Linked DNA regions of Mus musculus: region 1 is linked to region 2. A link is a contact called in public Hi-C data. All regions are on one chromosome and are shown on one strand. Each heading gives the region's core, a stretch centred on a gene start, on an enhancer-like site or on the middle of the called end of the contact. The rest is flanking DNA. Distances are from core to core; before and after follow the strand shown.

Region 1 (4,122 bases), core at 1,409-3,908, 140 kb after region 2:
GTGCTGACAGTGTTTCTAAGAGGCCATATGTTTTCTGATATAGACACATGGCCACAAACATGATTTAAATACAAATTTGCTTCAGAAACCAACGTTTCTATTCACATCTTTTTATAATAATATAAACACTCTCCAGTCCCTGAGTTTCCTTCCCCAACATACTGCATATCTCAAAACCTTGTTTATCAAGCAAACTGTTCCTGTCATTTGTATTACATAACCTTGGGCTATGTAGCCTGTGATAGCCACGCATAATATTTATTTGCTGATTCATTTCTTGACCATATTCTAAGAACTATGCAAAACTCCACAGAGATATTGCCTATATCAATCCAATTTTAAAATAATAGATTTTTTAGACAATATAAAAAAGTAAAGAATAGCCATCACTGCATAAATGAAATTAGCCACTGTATAGTAAAATATAGCAACCAAAAGACATCTCCATCAGTGATTTCCAGTACACACATCTCAGAAGTGTAACAACCTTCAAGTGTCACAATAAAATTGGGAAAATAAGTACAGATAGCAATTATTTTTCATAAGTTAAATATGCTTATTTTATTTTGGAAATAAACTCTATCATTTTAGTGCTGCAAAGTGATTTGTTCTATGAAATAGCAAATTGTAGGTTAATTTAAATATTCTCACTAATCTACATAGGCATTTTCCCAGTTTCAAAAAAAAACCCAAAATTTTACTGCTACATAGATTTCTAAATTCTGGGTCCATTTAAGCATGAATCTAAAATTAATTTTCAAGGAAAGTTAGAGGTTGGAAAGCATTGGAAATATCTGACTTAAAGCTATCCTTAGAAGCAAGAATAAAGCATCCAATTACTGTTTTTCAAAGTGATTGGTGAAATAGGAGCACAAAAAAAGAAAGACAGAAAGACAGGAAGGAAGGAAGGAAGGAAGGAAGGAAGGAAGGAAGGAAGGAAGGAAGGAAAAGAAAGAAAGCTGGCAGTGAAGAATCAGAGTTTAGTTTTCAGCCCAGTGCAGTCTGGGTTCAGAAAAGAATATTCACATTCTATAAATCATTTTTTCCTAACCCGTGTCTGCTGCGAGTGCGCCAACGCTTCCAGAAGTTCCTTTCTTACTTTACTTTGTAGGTTCAAAGTCCATACAAAGGTCTAGAATTAATCTTACCTTCAACAATCTCTAGGTTAATAATGATGATAACAACTGTTGGGATGTATAACAATGAATTCAAAGGTCGCCCCAGTGAGTGGATGTACTGCCTACGTGTCTGAACTTCTGTTTACAGGAGAGCAGTGTGTTCCCATCAAAGTGTTCCTGTGGCTTAACTTTATGCAAAATCTATTTCCCCAGGTCCCTTCCTTTCTCCTTTTCCTATTCTCTTGCCATAAAGGTTTGGAGATTGAGGAGAAGTATTTGGTCGCTTGCTCTGTGACCTCCAGGTCTTCTGAGACTATATATTCATTTTGAGATTGAGTCCCTTTAGTTACCTAAAGGGTCCACACACTAAATTGTTTCCAGATGTTTACAAATATTTCAAGGAAATATCCACATAGTTTTTATGGCTGAGTGATAAAGGACTCCACAGTGTCTGTCCCGTTGTAAAATGAGCTCCGAGCACTTATTATAAAATAACTTTGAATTGACCAGGACTCACTACATGACAGGCATAGTACTCACCCCCTTCAATACATCATCTCATTAAGTGTTCATGAACACGTCATATGGGGGTCTGGGAGTGTTTTAGTCTTCCTTTTAGGGGAAAGGAAAGGAGGCTCAGAAAGTCCTTCAGAACAAACAAGACAGGGAAAAAAAAAATGCTGTTCCAGGCTCACATTCTGCATCTGTGTGTTGTAACTCTCTCAGAGAAGAACTTGCCACTGTTGGTGTAATATGGGAAAGATAGGAGAGAATTTACAAAAGTCCTGGAGCATCCCTAAGTATCCAAAGAGACTGTCGTGAGAGAGCAGAGAAGGGGGCTTCTAGAACAAAAGTCCTACACTTTCAACCAGTAACATCAATAGACATGTCCACAAAATACAGGCTACCAAGGCCCGAGGCCAACGTAGTTTTGTTGTTTGAAAAACATCTGTTGCATGTGAAGTTCTGAAATTTTCCTGTTGCATGTTTATATTGTTTTTCACTTATAATACTCGGACTTACGAAAAAAATAATCAAATGGTCAAGATCTCTTATTAAGCTCTTTTCATAGAAACTATGCTTTATATTTTAACACTCTGACACTGAAAAAAAAAAAACAATCCTCAAATGTATTTGAAATGAGGTAGGACGATGTGCAATTGTTATTTAGTTACTCTACCTAAGCAAAGAAGCAAAGCATAATGATTTGGGGGGAACTCAATGAGAGCTGGCTCCTTTACTCAAAATAAACAGTAGTTCAAAATGCCCTATATTTGTTCTTGGAAACCATTCTAACTTCTTCCTGTCAGTTTACTGTATTTATCTGGGATGTTTACACTGCTGATTAGTATTGCCCTGGTGTATTTCCACGAGATTTTGTATAGGCTGATAATAAGATTAAAAAAAAAAAAAACCTAGGAAATGTGCACACATGAGAGAGAAGTGTCTACTGTGGATTAGCCAAAGAATTCACGAGGTGGGAAAGTCCATATGCAGGCAATTAAGAGGTGACTGCTTGTCCTGGATGTCTCTCAAGGAATCCACTGTACAAGCTGCTGCAGCCTGTTTGTCTTGTAACCATGTTAAATGTCATCCACCTCTCTCCCTGATCTCGTCAAATCGCTCCTCCAACCCCAAAAGGCTAGAATTCAAGTAAGTGTCAGAAGTGGCTAGCCTTAGCCAGCCATCTTTCCTAGCCCATTCCCTGAGGCACTGTAGTACTCTCAGACTTTTGACCTTGCTGAAACCACAGGAGAAATCTTTTTCCTCACAGTTCCTTCTCCCTTCCTGCTCCCTCTCCTCCTCAAGCCACCACGACTCCTTTTAAAGAAAGGATGAGCTGTAAAACAGAGCTGCCTATTTTTGCTTTCTTAGGTTTCTGGTCCCTAGGGCCCAAAGGTTTTTTCCCAAGCTATCATTCCCTACTCTCTAAATTATAAAAAAGAAAGAAGAAGAGAAGGAAGAGGAGGAGGAAAAGAACATAAGACATAGGTTGTGATAATGTTTTTGCATTTTTAATGAAAAACATGCCAATATTTATTGATTTTTCAGTCTTTTAAAAAGATTTCTGTTTTTAAATTCTCTCTCTCTCTCTCTCTCTCTCTCTCTCTCTCTCTCTCTCTCTCTCTCTCTGTGTGTGTGTGTGTGTGTGTGTGTGTGCAGATATTCATGGTGGCCAGAAGCATCAGAGCCTTTTGAATATGGAGTTCCAGTCACTGGTAGGCTGCCCCTTGTAGGTGCTAGGGACAGAATTCAAATCCCCTGGAAGAGTACCGAGCAGTTCTAACTGCTAAGTCATCTCTCCAGCCTCACTGCAAATCGTGTGTGAGTTGAACACCAGTGAAAAGAGCCAGAGCAGAAACCTAGCAGGCAAAGGCACAATGTCAACTGCTACCAAGGGCATCCATGAGACTCCACTCAGTCCTCGAGGTCTCGTAGGATTGAACAGGTACCTCACCAACTGAATCTGCTTGTTTGCTGTTTACGTTAGTCTTAATGCACAATGTTTGGACTTGTAAAAGGAAAAGAATATGGCACTACACTCCAAGTACCAATCAGATATCACCTCCTCCCAAAAGCCTTCCTTCTGATTCTCTGGTAAATATCAAAGGGTTGCCCTCCAAGCCTATAACAGTTTGTTATTTATATGGAAATTTCCACTAGACCTCAAACTATACATAGACTTTTTGGCTTAAACAAACTCAACCAAGCATGAACATTTTTCATTTTCTTAATATGCAGAGGCCATCAGTGGCACCCTTAGGCAGAAATGAAAGTGGAACTGAAATGTAAATGGTGTGACTCCAAATGCCAACTCTTTATTCTCTATCTATCCAAATGAATACTTTTCAAACTAATGAGATTGGCTCAAGGCACTTTCCTCCATGACTCATATCCTCTGAGTTCGTCTTACGGAAGGGCTAGCTTCCAGTCAACCTGCTGGCCCTAGCCAGCTGCTGATGCAAGCTGAAGTCACCTTTTTGACATTGCATCTCAAACTCAG
Region 2 (4,055 bases), core at 1,335-3,834:
TTTTATACTCCATATTCCATTCCCCATCCCCCATCCACCCTCTGACTGCTCCACATACCACACCTCCTCCCTACCCCCCACCCCACCTGACCTCTAAACTCCCTGGTGCCTCCAGTTTCTTGAGGGTTAGGTGCATCATCTCTGAATGAACACAGACCCAGAAGTCCTCTGCTGTATGTGTGGTAGGGGACTCATATCAGCTGGTGTATGCTGTCTGTTTGGTGGTCCAGTGTTTGAAAGATCTCGGGAGTCCAGATTAATTGAGACTGCTGGTCTCCTATAGGATCACCCTTCTCCTCAGCTTCTATCAGTCTTCCCTAATTCAATAACAGGGATTGGCTGTTTCTGTCCATTGGTTGGGTGCAAATATCTGTCTATTCAGCTGCTTGTTGGGTCTTTCAGAGGGCAGTCTTGATAGATCCTTTTTTTTGTGAGCTCCCCATAGTCTCAGTAATAGTATCAGGCCTTGGGACCTCCCTGTGAACTGGATCCCACTTTGAGCCTTTTCCTGGGCCTTCTTTTCCTCAGGCTCCTCTACATTTCTATCCCTGCAATTCTTTCAGACAGGAACAATTATGGGTCAGAGATGTGACTGTGGGGTGGCAACCCCATCCCTCACTTGATGCCCTGTCTTCCTGCTGGAGGTGGGCTCTAAAAGTTCCCTTTTCCTACTGTCAAGCATTTCATCTAAGGTCTCTCCCTGTGAGTCCTGGGAGTCTCTCACTTCCCAGGTCTCTGGTGCATTCTGGAGACGCCCCCCCCCAACCTCCTATTTTCTGAGACTGCCTGTTTCCACTCTTTCTGCTGGCCCTCAGGGCTTCAGTCCTTTTCCCTCACCTAATACCAGATCAGGTTCCCCTCTTTCCCTCTCCCCCCTCCCCCATCCACTTTCCCTCTCATTGTGTTTTAACCAGCCTCTTTAAAATAAGTATTCTTCTCTTATTAGATAAATATTCTTTGAAGATTCCATACATGTATACAATGCAAGTTGACCATGTCCACCCCTACTACCTCCCTCAGTACCCCACAACACATCTCCCTCCCAACCTCATGTCTTTGTTCTTTAGCAACCCACTGAGTCCAGTTATTGCTGCCCATATGGACATGGGTGTGAGACTGTCCACAGAGGCAGGGACAACCTAGCAGCAGCCTTTCTCCCAAAGAAGTTTAAAGCTTCCTGCTTCAGCAGCTGTCAGCCAAAAGCTCCAAAGGTAGGGATGCATTCCCTAGACACTCTTACCCATGTGTGCCCCTCCCTCTTCTTTGCTGGAGTTGTGACTGGCTTGATCTTGTGCAGGTCTCGTGCACTAGCTGGTGTGAGTTTATGAGTGAGGCAGCCATGCAGAGTCTGGCAGACAGCATTGCATAGCTCTACTCTCCATCCTCTGGCTCTTGCTACTGCGTTTTCTACAATGATCCCTGCGCCTTAGATATGTGGGTGTATGGGGGGGTGTTGATATCAATGTATCTCATTCCTGAGCCTTATGTGTATGTGTGTGTGTGTATGTGTGTGTGTGTGTGTGTGTGTGTGTGTGTGTGTTAGGGGGCAGTGATATAGATGTGTCTCCTCTAGGACTGACTGCACACAAGCTCAGCACTTGGGCCATTTTTTAATCTCTTCTTCTATCTATGGGTAGAGACATGCATGTTTAGAAGACAGTTTGTATACTTATTTCTTTCAACCCTTTACTGTTTTTTTTTTTTTTTTTTTTGATTTTCTGACTTACAACCTCACAGTATGCATGTCTGGGGTCTCAATAATGCTGGCAGGCAATTCTAGACTGTCTCTCCAGCCTGAAGCCCAGCCAAAATTAACTGTCACTTGTTTGCTAGCAATGGGGGATAGCACCAGGTCCCTTACCTTTAGTGTAATTCATCAGTTAGCAGCCAAGTGCCATCTCGTGGAACACTGAACTATTTCCAGTTCTTAAGGCGTCTTCTCTATTAAGTACCATTTTCCAGAGGAACCACACATGTGGGGTAGAAAAAGTTGATCTCATAAAAGACAACATTACAATACTAATTGCCCTCAATCTGGCACTGCTGTACAATATAGTGATCATTGCTAACAGCAAGGTACTGCATATTCCAAAGTAGATCGATAGAGGATTTTAACATTCTCATCACAAACAGATGATAATGTTAGCTACGTGTGCAAATTATCCTGATTTAATCACTAAAATGATGTATATATGAGTCAACGAATCACATTGGACCTCATAACGATGTATATACATTTATAAAATTGTATTGTAAATAATTACTGCCATGCTGTGATAACAATCCAGTTGAGAATTAAATCGAACATAGTAAAATGATGGCGACTTTCATTCTTCCACGGGAGCTTGAAGGCTCTAGTGGGCAGAGGGCGCAATAGAACAAGGATCCTTTAAGGTCCGGGAAGAAAAGGGTTTTCAAACACAAACTTTCAAAGAGCTGGGAAGTAGGGTGGCATTTTTATCGGCTCGCTAAATAGCAGAGATGTTTTCCTTTTTTAATTCTTTATATGCTCTCAAACACTGCATCTACCAGAGGGGGCATACGAGTACCATAATAAAGGAAGCTACGAACTCCCTGGGTTTTTTTCTGTCCAAGGGGTGGCAGTGTTATCCCACAAATCCTTTTGGAAGTTGCACAGCTGTGCTGCCTTAGCTACACAGCTCTTGGTCTGGATTTAGTTTCAGGTGCCTTCACCTTTAGTCACACCTGTTTTTCCCATAATGGGACATGCTCTAGCGGTTTAGACATCTCTTTTCAGAGAACATTGTTTCTGAGAAGGGTATACAGTGGTTGAGCAATTCCATAGTAGGTCACTACTTTAGTAACTGATAAAAAATAATAAACTTTGTCCCAGTCAGGCGAGGGGAAAGGTCTTTATTTCAGCCTCATTTTTGTTAGTTAGCACTGAACTGTAATCCATACCACCTGAATTCATGAACCAATTAATTAATTTACATGCATTGAGGCGGTGGCGCTTCCAGAATCTGCATTTCCTACTTTTTATACAGAGCTAGAGAGGGGGGGAGAGAAGGAGAGAAGAAGGGAGGCAGAGATAGAAAAAATGAGATCCTATCTTTTCCCTTACTTAAAATATCTAATCATATATGTGTATGTATGTATGTATGTATGTATGTGTCCCAGTATTAATAATCTCAATCTGTGCTGCTATTTTCACAAGCTAATAGTTAAAAAGGAAGTCTACAATTCAGCAATTTCATTACTGAACTGTGTAACCAAAGGTACAGTCAATGGGCAAGATGTGAACGCAACTTAAGTGTCTATCAATAGATGAATAAATTTTAAAACATGGTATACATACACAATGGAACGCTATCCAGCCACAAAGGAGTAGAATTCCTTTGTTTGTAAAACATGGACAAACTTACTCAATATTGTTAAATGAGATAGACCAGAAGCAGAAGGACAAACAGGACACGATCTCACATTTGGAATATAAATTAAAGGTGATTTTATTAAAGTAACGGACTGAAGGTTGGTTGGCAGAGGCTGGGAAGGATGGGAACGGGAGCGAAGAGGGACCAGCTCAGTCAATGAATACAAAGTTAGTGAGACAGCTTAAATTCTGGTGTTTTACCACAAGACTTGATAGCTGTAAATTAGCAGTGAGGTATGATGAACTTCAAAATAGCAAAGGACACTTAGGATCTTCTCTCTACGAAGAAATTCTAGATAGATTCTACAAACTAATTGGACTCTGATTATTATACAATGTATAAATGAATTATATATCATGTCCAAACTCATAAACGTTAACAACTGCATAATGACTGAAGGTTTCCTAAAATACCGTTAAATTATGTTACGTCTGTGAGAATTTAGCATGTGCTAGACTCTCTTCTGATCATACTGGATTCTTGTAGCAGTTCTACAGAGTAAGCAGAATTACTCTGTCCATTTTATCATTGAGGAAATGGGGCACTTCAAGCAGCCATGTCGTAGCTCCCTGAGGATCTGAGTCGTGGCAGTGCGTCTGTCTGTGCGTGCAGTAACAGCCGAAACTGACAAGGAACTCACCAAGTACGCGTCTATGCCCT

Evidence for each region. Hi-C and Micro-C count contacts between places; a contact is called where the count stands out from the background.
Region 1: a Hi-C map of the C3H10T1/2 cell line shows a contact between it and region 2, with 9 times the contacts expected there. The contact joins two enhancer-like sites. A contact is called at or near these places in 4 of 15 datasets of contacts at CTCF or cohesin (the NIH/3T3 cell line, embryonic stem cells, liver and 1 more), 77 of 484 Hi-C or Micro-C datasets (3T3-L1-derived adipocytes, the C2C12 cell line, the C3H10T1/2 cell line and 38 more), 11 of 115 datasets of contacts at active chromatin or transcription factors (astrocytes, craniofacial prominence, embryonic fibroblasts and 5 more) and 2 of 9 other capture datasets (adipose tissue and pancreatic islet).

Annotation. Positions count from the first base shown.
Region 1 is chr1:163,288,128-163,292,249 of GRCm38.p6, forward strand. The region is part of intron 1 of Prrx1 (paired related homeobox 1); the gene reads right to left. The region is part of intron 2 of Gm20471 (a long non-coding RNA gene); the gene reads left to right. Among named protein-coding and RNA genes, the nearest start is that of Gm20471, 10 kb to the left of the region's middle. Within about 2 kb of position 2,659, at least 27 of the 459 cell types and tissues checked have an H3K27ac peak or open chromatin away from gene starts, as enhancers often do. A contact at or near this core is called in the C3H10T1/2 cell line and the STO cell line, where this site is marked.
Region 2 is chr1:163,148,062-163,152,116 of GRCm38.p6, forward strand. No RefSeq gene overlaps it. Among named protein-coding and RNA genes, the nearest start is that of Gm22434, 32 kb to the left of the region's middle. Within about 2 kb of position 2,585, at least 27 of the 459 cell types and tissues checked have an H3K27ac peak or open chromatin away from gene starts, as enhancers often do. A contact at or near this core is called in the C3H10T1/2 cell line and the STO cell line, where this site is marked.